Linked DNA regions of Zea mays: region 2 is linked to region 1. A link is a contact called in public Hi-C data. All regions are on one chromosome and are shown on one strand. The core of a region is the stretch at or near the end of the contact, and the rest is flanking DNA. Distances in the headings are between cores, read along the strand shown.

What was found. A called contact is a pair of places that touch in the nucleus more often than the background predicts.
Region 2: a Hi-C map of leaf shows a contact between it and region 1, with 10 times the contacts expected there. The contact joins the promoter of LOC100283704 here to the promoter of LOC103626142 in region 1. A contact is called at or near these places in 2 of 25 Hi-C or Micro-C datasets (ear and leaf).

The regions. Positions count from the first base shown.
Region 1 is chr5:26,807,398-26,812,883 of Zm-B73-REFERENCE-NAM-5.0, reverse strand. LOC103626142 (KH domain-containing protein HEN4) reads right to left here and starts at 3,326. Exons shown (of 8, transcript XM_035958980.1): 1 at 2,610-3,326. It overlaps LOC100274553, which reads right to left. Exons shown (of 3, transcript NM_001148908.2): 3 at 3,713-4,981. The coding sequence ends at 3,916.
Region 2 is chr5:27,690,303-27,695,375 of Zm-B73-REFERENCE-NAM-5.0, reverse strand. It overlaps LOC100283704 (lysM domain containing protein), which reads left to right and starts at 2,112. Exons shown (of 3, transcript NM_001156603.2): 1 at 2,112-2,609; 2 at 2,801-2,937; 3 at 4,419-5,073. The coding sequence starts at 2,352. It overlaps LOC100304395, which reads left to right. Exons shown (of 12, transcript NM_001165831.1): 12 at 29-454.

The DNA.
Region 1 (5,486 bases), core at 2,077-4,576:
TCTTCGTTCCGTATCCGACCCGAATCCGAAGCTACAGTATCCGGGTATTATCCGTATCCGTCCTGAATATAAAAATACCCGAATCCGTATCCGAAAATACGGGTATTTGCACTATCCGTATCCGGTACCCGACAGGTATACCCCCCGACCCGTTTTCACCCCTATGTATCGTAACCTCTACAGTCTACAATAACTTGGTTTCATATCGAAAAATGGCGAGTGACGTGGAAATCACACCTCATCAGGGCGTTACCTATAAGGAAAAAATAAAGAAACAAATTTCCAAGTGCATATCCTGATCCTGCTGCAGCTCTAGTAGCAAATTTTCGAAAATAGCAAGCAATCAAATAAAATATCACATAAGACAAGTCATTTTGAGCACTTGAGCACGTGCAAAAAAAAATCTCAGTAATTCTGCGGATAAATAAAACACCACATAAGGCAAGTCATTTTGGCCACTTGAATACGTTACTAACACAGGAAAGATACAGTTGGGCTTCCCATTTTCAGCTCACAATAGCATTCAAGATCAATTCTTTAACAGCGCAGATTTCATCACCCATGTCACGCTCAATCAATAGCACAAGAAAGATACCAAGCTGAGCACACTGCACGCTAACTCATTTGCAGGGGTAGTACACATGATTAATTTAAGTTCATGAGAATTCAACTGAACCACCAAGCCTTCAAGGAACCAATCTCGCTACGGACAAAAAGAACCTCTCTACTCCCACTAAACTGATGGGAGAACATGGTGTACAAAACTACAAATTGACGCCCAATAAATTTAGCAGAAGAATCGAAATAACTAGGCATAGTACATGTATACACTTGTAATTAGATCAGACCCGGTTACAGATATCCAAATAGCTTAAGTTAGGGTTCGGGTGATCTGTTTCGCACAGCAGAGGGACGAGAAGAAGGGCGCATACCTGCTGGGTGCTTGTCTCCGGAGAAAATCTCGACGAAGGGACCGATGAAGACCTAGCTTCTTGGCGTAGCGGCGGCAGCGACGGCGGCGGCGGTCGCCCAGTTGTCGCCACGAGACAGCGCGCGCGGGCAGACGGGGTGGAAGGGGAGAGCAAAAGGCAGCGTCAGAGACTCAGAGTCCGTGGCTGTTCCTACAGATCGGTTAGGATATGGGATGAGGCCTCAGGGAATTGTCGTCCGTTTGAAAGACCCCAGATGGGATCACGGACGGCCCACCAAAGGCCCAGCACGAGGAAGAGGAACAAGAAAGAAAGGGCAAGCAACACTGCAACATCCGATGCTTAAAATGAACACTGCAACTGTGCAATATCACTATCACGACTCACGAGGAAAGGACTGCCCCGTTTTCTTTGCTTTAATATTTTTAATTTTTTTCAAGTCTTTTCTTTTCTCCTCTTTACTTCTATCTATACCACTATATAATTCATCAGTTTAAACTTTACAAAACTCACCCAAATAAACCATCCCCACACCCACACTCATAATCTCAACTAAATCCACCAAACAAGTTACACCCAGATTTAGCATATCATTAAAACTAACGGTTCAGATTGTTGGATAACTCTCTCTTTGCATTACTCACTCAAATACAATGGATATTATTATTTGGACCATTCCTCATCTCTCTTCCTCCCCCGCCCCCTTCCCCTCGCGTTGTTGTCACCGTCATCAACTCCTCCCCTCGCGTCGTCGCTGCCGCTGTCGACTCTTCCCCTTCATGGGATCGTAGCCTTAGTACAAGCTATATGCTAGTTTTTATCTATAAAGCACCAGTTTTAACGCCCATCTTATGTCACACGTGAAACTTGTAAGTCTATTCCCTCCCCTACCAGTGGGTTGTTACCCGTAGACCGTAAAAACCAAACAAGCCCCCGTTAGTGGGTCATCACTCCATAGATGAGCCGTGAGAAACCATCCAACTCTAACATAACAGAAAGTCGCACGCAATGCAACACTCCCATACAATACCACCTCGTTAGCTAAAGAATGATGAGCGACCAAACGAGGCATAAAAAAGGGTCGGGCTTCTTTTAACTTATATTTTTATAGGTCTTTTGACTAAGATAAAGTGTAATGTTGTTGTTGTGTACCATAGAAATGCACGGTCATTACATTATTTATTATTATTAAGCAATTGCTTTGCTTTTGTGGGTTGTGTTTGTCTAGAATTTTACTGCCAATAAGGTACAATTGTGCATAATTAGGGTTCAAATCTTGATTGTTGGGTCCACATTCACATCTAACTAACCAACAAACCAAACATAATTTTATATTTTATTAAAACACAATCTATCCATACAACATGTAATATATAGAAACTGTAGCAGTGTAGCAGTGCACAAGTATCTAACTAGTAATGATTCATGCTAAGGATGCGATTGATTGTCTGGGGATTGATGAGGAAGGACCATCGACCATTTTTGTCACATGAACTCAAACAGGTTAGGCATAAAAACAGACATGATTTTATTTAGGTTTCTTATTATGTTTCTTGATTAATGGATTTAATTAAGAAACCGATTTTCATTTTTGTGTTCATAATATTTTATGAACAAAACAGATATCACTTCTATATGAAATATTCTGTTGGCTTCTTTCTCACCTAGCTAACCAATTACCTTTTATTAAAACCCGGTGGAGTTTGAGCTTCTCCCCGCGCTTCACGGGCAGTCCGCCACAGCTCGAACGACGTGTGGCTTGAGTACAGCGTCGTCAGACAGGAACCAGCTTCCGGACCCGAGTTTTTTATGCAATCGAGTTGTGAGTGGTTCCTCCCTACCTCTCCTGTCGCACCTCGCCCTCTCCTTGCCCTGCCCCAGATCTCGGCCTTCAGTCCTCGCTGCCGCCGCGACTTGCTCGCCCCGTCTCCCTCCGGCCCCGCCTCATCGCGGCCGTGGTGGCCAAGGAACACGAGCTCATTGGAAACACTCTTAAATAAAGCTTCCAATGAACAAGACAGGAGCTCGACTTCGCCTAGCTCCGAACAAGCCCGAACAAGCGGTCGACGAGGCGGAGGTCTCGCGTCCTGCGTGCGTCGCGCCGTTGCCTGGCTCCGTCCTCGCCGTTCCTCTGTAGAAGCTGGCCGCTGACCCCCGCCCGCCTCCGCTTGGCCGTCTGGCCGCCCCCCGCGTGGTCACCTAGATGGCTGGCCGCGCCCCTAGATTTGGGTTCCTATCTTGTTAGGACTTCCATCTTCGTTCATTTTGCTGTGTGTCCGTCAGATAGATGACTAATGCATCCTCAAAGTTCTCCAAGGCGGAGCCTTGCATCTTTGTGTGTTTGATTTGGTTGAGCTGCAACCCGTGCTGCTGTCCTTTTCAGTATAAAAAAAAGATTTAGATGTAGGTTGGCATTCGGATGAAAAATGGACCGTGAAAAAAAGGAGGTCCATTCACCTTGTTAAAATCTATACTAGGTCTGGTACAAGAGTGAAACCAATCAAACAATAAGCCTGATCCATTGCATACAGACTCAAGTTAGGCTAGATATTTATAGATGGAACAAATTTTCTTCGCACATGACGGTCTACGTGATTTGCAATATATGGAGCTAAACCAAAATCACACTTGTATACGCTGACATGAATGTTGCAACAAAAAAAAGAACCTCAAGCAATATATTTATCAGGGTTCGACAATGCCACGTTAACTGAAGCCGCATGTTTCAAACTTCTTACTGCATCGTTTTTTTCTTAAAACATATTTTACTGATACTAGAATCTACCATCTCGAACTAAAATTTCGAAATTTCGGAACATTTCATTCAAACAGGAGTTATAGCATAATACAGGCTCCTATCCAACCAGGGAACAGAACTGAGCCATCTAGTCCACAGGTTACATGCCAAAAACGACAAAATTACAATTTGCTCAATGAATTGACATGCAATTCTGGGAGTTGCCATCAATTCGTACAAAAAAAAATATCAAGTCCTGTTAAACGTTTGCTGTGAACCTGGAGGAGGTTGTGTAGGCGGAGGTGGGGGAAGTGACATCTGCATTTGCATATGCATCTGTGCTAGAATACCCCTTCCATCACCTCTATCGGGCATGCCTGTATTCATGGAGCCATCAGGCATGCCCCCAAAACCAGCTTGCATGAAGGCAAGGCCACCACCACCTTGAGGATCACCCGCACCATCAATCATTCCCTGACCAAGGGCCATCGATTGAAATGGATTACTCATCAGCCTCATACCCCATGGGCGCTGAGGCCCCTCAGGGAAACTCATAGGACCAGCTGGAGGCTGGACATTTGACATGGAACCTTGTTCTGATCCAGTATCTGGTAGCTGCATCTGGAAAGGGGCAGAGAAGTACTGAGGGTTTCCATCTTGCTGGAGAGGATAATTGAATGGTGCATTAGGAATCAAAGGCTGATTCATATTCATAGGCATCATAAAGTTTCCCTGGTGAGGAGGAATCGGCGGAAACATAAAAGGTGCATTAGCCATCAATTGCTGCTTGTCCTGAATACTTTGGTCAGATTCTTGGCGAAGTGGAGTCGCCGCACCTGGGCTCTCTTGCCGTGATTGAGAAGCCCAGTTGTAGGCCCGGTCGAATCCTTGAGGTGGATTGTTCTCGGCCTGAGTATCCCCTGGTGGGTACGAATGCCGACCATGGAATGAAGGTGGTTTTGAAAGGGTTGGGGGCCTCAGTGGTGTTTGCTCCCTGGACTGGTGGTAGCGAGAGCGTTCATCACGATCTTGTGAAACACCTGGCCTTGAAGGAGCCCGTGCAGTAGACATTTCAGGCATTTGAGATTGTCTTTGTGTATCCCCTGCAGAAGCACGGGAGATGTTAGGAGCATCTGGCTCATTGCGTTCTTCTTCCTTCTCTAGATTAGTTTGCAGGAGGTTGGCATGGACATCGGGAACATGAAACTCAAAATCTGCTTTCTTAAGGAATGACTTGAGACACATCGGTGCAGCACAGATGAAAATCCCCTCCATCATTTTCACACTTTGTATCTTCTGAATGCGCTCATCACAACTGCAGCAGTAAATAAACAGAAGTTTCAAATTGACAGGCTTAGACGAAGCAGAAATGCGGAACTCTAAAAGAGAAACAATGCATACATTGAATAAGGGTTGAAATTACAAAATTTCCAAACAAACTCCCTTTAAATTAACTGCTCAATATTTAATTATGTATCCAAGAGTACATTGGCATCACGAGAGTGCACTACAGGATATGTTAATTTATAACCGATATTCATATTGTCAATCTGAATGAACACAATATCTCATGTGTACACAACAAAAAACTTAGGATTGAAATTGATTTAAACAGTACCACACTATTGCAAACATACCATTGATTGAAATGAAATATCATAAGAAAAGCAAGAACAATCAGTCAAGGCTCAGATTTTGGATAACAAACCAATTTACTAGAGCAAGCACCATCATGTTTTGCTGATAAACCAATGAAATATCTACCTACCATGAACTAAGGTGACTAGGCAATAGTAGGTTAGATATACTTGGGAGTTAGA
Region 2 (5,073 bases), core at 863-3,362, 880 kb before region 1:
TAACTTGATTTCTTGCACCTCTTAGCAGGCCATTATAATTTCAGCATAGCTGCGTTTGGAGCCAACCGGAGTTGCCTGGCATCGAGTACAGATTCTGATGTGGAGAACAGGGCGCCTGGCATGAATCAGTGGCATCTCCACCCAACTCTGATAGCTTGCCACAAGGGTGGAAAAGAGATCGCAGTCGCAAGAGGAATATCATCCTGCCAACATGGGTGAGCCGCGGGCGCATCATACTTACTAATTACGTTTCTCCTCTGCTCGTCCACCGCCAGTTTCTGTGTTTCTCATAGCAAGTAGAACTAAAGCACCTCAAAGATGTAAAGTTATGTATGCAGTCGCAAATAGTTTAGGATTTTGAGCACATATTGATAATTTTTATACATGGAGAGTCAGTATGTATGTGAAATAGTACGAGCAAGAGTTTTGTGCAGCGTGATCAAGCTGTGGCCATAATGCTTGTACATGTGTCGCAATCAGCAGCAGAGGCGTAGAGCCACCACGGTTACACAGATTGTTAGGGGGTGTTTGGTTTAAGGAATCACTACATTTAAATTGAGCTAGTGCATCATAGGTTCATTCCTTAAATTCGGTGGGATGACTCTATTCCTCATATTAGTACTAACTAATTAAATATGACGAATGAGGTGGTGATGGTTCAACTTATTCCATTCCACAAACCAAACAAAAATAGTGAGGAGTGAGAAAACTCATTTCATTCCATAAACCAAACAAAAATAGTGAGAAGTGAGAAGATGATGGACTAGTTCATTCCTCAAACCAAATATCATATTAATATATAGAAGTTTTGTTTAACATTGCCCTTTTCTTACTCAAGCGCTCTATTTTAAATTTTTACTAGTCAGCCATGCATTGCTCAAACCAAATATCCTATTAATATATAGAAGTTTTGTTTAACATTGCCCTTTTCTTACTCAAGCGCTCTATTTTAAATTTTTACTAGTCAGCCATGCATTGCTGCAGTTTCTACTATATAAGTCGACTTTATTTTAATAAGACAAAAATGTGTGTTCTATTGGTTATTGGTTAGGTGGTTATTGGTTAGGTGAATATGAATGTGAAGCCAATAATCAAGATTTAAATCCTTATTAGCGGCTAGGTGATTGGCGTGGTAGGGCTAGCCCGCGCGACCAGTACTTGCTTTATTTTATTAATATTGACGAACATCGATCAATATGACATAATGTGGTTTCATTTCAAGTACACACGTAAAAGTGACTAAAATCATTAATTACTATGCACAAAGACTGTATTACCCCTACTTCAAGGCAAGAAGCAAAATGTAAGGAGAGAGAGGGTGAAGAAAGGGCAAATCCAGTAAAAGTGCTACTTTACTCACTGTTTTAGTGACTAAAGAACTAAATTTTAGAAGGCCTTTAGTCTCTCTATTTGTAGTTTAGTGACTAAGGCACTGTTTGTTTCAGATTATAATCTCTCCAGATTATATAATCCAGCACAAATAATCTAATAGTTAAACAAACACATAGATTATGAGTTCAGATTATATAATCTAAACTTCAGATTATCATAATCTTTTCAAGACTAGCTTATTTGAGATTATTTTGGCAAAAGACCCACTACCCATGGTAATGTAAATAGAAATCACAATATATGTCATCCTTCTTTTCTCACCTCAAATAAACAATAAGGGTATTGTTGTCTTTGTGAATAATCTACATTTGTATAATCTAAACTACCAAACAACTACGTATAGATTATAATATATCCAGATTATAATCTGGATTATATAATTTAGATTATAATCTAGATTATATAATCTATAAGCTGAAACAAATAGGTCCTAAGTGAGTTTAGTCACTAAACTTTTGTAGTTTGGAACAAAGAGGGGGAACTTCACCGTAATAGAACAAAAAATGCAAAATAATAACTATTTTTTTAAAAAAACTATCTAATGCTGCGGTGCAGTTTAGTAGTACAGTGGTTTTCTTTAAGATAAAAAGACCATTTCAAAACCAATGGGGCAAAACCTTCATTTTTCAAATAGATAGAAATCGAGATTCATTTTCAATATTTTATTTATGACGACGCAATTAAAAACGTCGAAGCGCATGGTACTTCCCGTGCGCCACGTTTCTAGCGTCCCCTTCTTCCTTCTTCCCCGAGCCGCGTCAAAGGAACCAAACCTGTGAGAGCTCCCCTCTCCCCTCCCCTCCCCTCCCACCCTTCCCTTCCTCTCTCCTCGTCGATTCCTCGCACTATCTCCTATTCTGCACCCCCAGCCGCCGGCACCGACGGCGATTCCACGGGGCGCCGCCCCCGAATCTGCGCCCTCCGCGCTTAGATCTCCCCCCTCCGCGCTTCCGGATGTCATGATCCGCCCCCATTTGCCCAAGGACCCGGCCTTCCCGCGCACCAATGGGTCCTTGGACGGCGGGGCCCGCGGCCTCGGCGAGATCGAGGAGGTGGGCGCTGCGGCCACCGTAGCCGTCGAACAGTCCCCCTCGCAGTCCTCGTCCCCGTCGGCGTCGTCGCCGGCGGCGGCGATGTCATCGTGCGGGCAGTACATGCTACACCGGGTGCGCAAGCTGGACACCCTAGCGGGCGTCGCCATCAAGTATGGTGTCGAGGTAATGCGACGGGAGTGATGTGCTGCTGTGTATTATGTAGGGTCTCTGGTTTTAATATTACGTTGGAGTATCAGATGGTATATACAACAACACCATTCTTTAACTTGGTAGCTGTTCTGCGTGGAACTCCTTTCTATTTTGTATTTTTGGTGAACTGATTTTGGAATGGTTGGTGTACTCGGATTGTGTAGGTAGCCGACATTAAGAGGCTGAACGGCCTCTCAACTGATCTCCAGATGTTTGCACACAAGACACTGCGGATTCCACTCCCAGGGAGGCACCCTCCGTCGTCTTACCAGCAGAATGGTTCATATGAGAGTGACGACAGGTAGCTAGACTGAAATTGTACTGTACATCAGCATGATGCTACATAACCATGCTACCAGTGTGTCTCATGTTGTGTGTTTCTGATCAAGCATTTTTTTTGTGTGAAGTGATAACCACTAGTTATTTAAGAGTCAATAGAAAGTTCAATCAGGATATGCATGTCAAGGTCAAGGTCAGGCTAGGACAATAGTGCAATTTTGCTGAATACATGCCTTCAACTATTGCGACGTCAAACTGAAGTCTGTAATGCAACTTGAAATAGCAACCGAAAAGGGAGCTTAGCCTTATAGTCTCATGCAAAATGTTTCTTACCATTTCAAGTTTGAACCGCATGGTTGTTGCAAAAAAAAAAAACTGTCTACAATCACGGGAACGTTCACCTATCACATCAATTATTGAGGTTGCTTTGAGATCTGTTATTGGAGAGAGAAGCTAAACTGAAAATAAGTTATGAAGTCCTCCCATATTTGCAAGCCCCAAAAGGTTTCGAATTATTGATGTGGTAGTAATACATTACTCTAGATGTATAAAATTTTAAAAACGGCTTGCCATGTTTGCTGCAATCTAAACATGCAGCTAGAGTAATTAGCTTTTGTCGTGTCCTGTTTCTGCGTTCAATGCAAGCAGCAATTGTTCTTCAGCTATTCCCTTGTATACATTTAATATTTTAGAAGTGTTTTTTCAGTCCCTGTAGAGTTATTTGAGTTGTTTTGGTATTCTGTACTATCCAGATGATTTGGCCTGTTTGCTACCTGCCAACCCCACACACTGAAGTTTGATTTGATTTGTTATGGAAAAATTGATTTTAACAAAATAAATATGCACAATAACCTTGTGTTGGAGCTGTCAGCAATCGTTACACCCTTTAACCGAAGGAATCTTAAGTCCTTGGATCTTTCTGTAGCCACAATTTTCTTTTAGTGACATGCCGCTAATCAATTGAGTGGGCATATAACTTGATATTTTGGGTCTGACAGTATGAACGAACGTTCATGTGGCATATCTGAGACGGTGTATCATATTTATATTGGCTATTTTAAGCTGTCTTCACGTGACTGCAGTATTAGCTATGGACATAAGTCACATGTGAAGAGCACTATAGGAGCTAACGGTTCATGTGAACCACTATGCAAATACATCTTATTTGGCTTCTGCTTATGTGCCTGTGGTAATCTTCAAGCATTGAAGCATTTATGATCTGTACCTATCTAAAATAATCTCACAGAGTTAGATGCACTTCAGACATTTGACATTTGTGAGACATTTTGGGTGAATACAGTGGCAGTGTTTTCAGTCATTATGCACCACAAAATCTTAGCCTTTCTAGTTACTATTGCAGCAAGTGCTTCTTTATATCTTGTCGAGTCAAGGTTTTCCACAACAGTTATAGTTAATTACATTGTATAAAGTCTTCTCCAGATAGGGCCATTTTTGCTATTTCTATGGTACACTTTACATGACATAATGATATTATCGTTTCAGGGAATGTACTCCACGTCGCATTCATGATGATATCTTGGAATCAATATTGAAAACACCAAATTCCAAAGTTTCGCCAGCTATGAGTCTTCTGCAGGGATACTATGGCCTTGAACCACCTCCAAAGAGAGATCAAACAAGTGAGGGCACTGAGATGGCAGTTCACAGTAAAGGCAAATCTGCTTTTTTGGATGTTGAGCCGTGGCTGGAGCCACCAAATTCCGACCCCTTCCCTCTTCAGAATAGGAAAAACAGAAGCTTGATGATAGGTTCTTTTCTTGATGGTGGTACTGATGAGAACGGTGACAGTGAAAGGTTCATAAGACGGCGCCAGAAAGCTGATGGTGAGCTGTTACCGAGGGAGGAAAATGGTGGTGACTTTCTGGCAAGCGTTGGAAAAGGCTTGGCTCTGAGGCCAAAGTCTAGCAATCGACCAGACATGAACAAGAGCCAGCAGAATCTTTTTGCAATGGCGGAGCCTTTGTTTGGCAATGGTTTGCAAACTGTAAGGAAATCATCCAGCACTCCGGAGTTCCAGGAGCCAGAGACCAACACCAGTTCATCCATATGGTCAGCGAGCAAGTGGAGCATAAATACAGATGCTTTTGCTCTTCCTCTCCCGATCCCTCGTTTTGACAACATTCCAAAGCCCATTGCT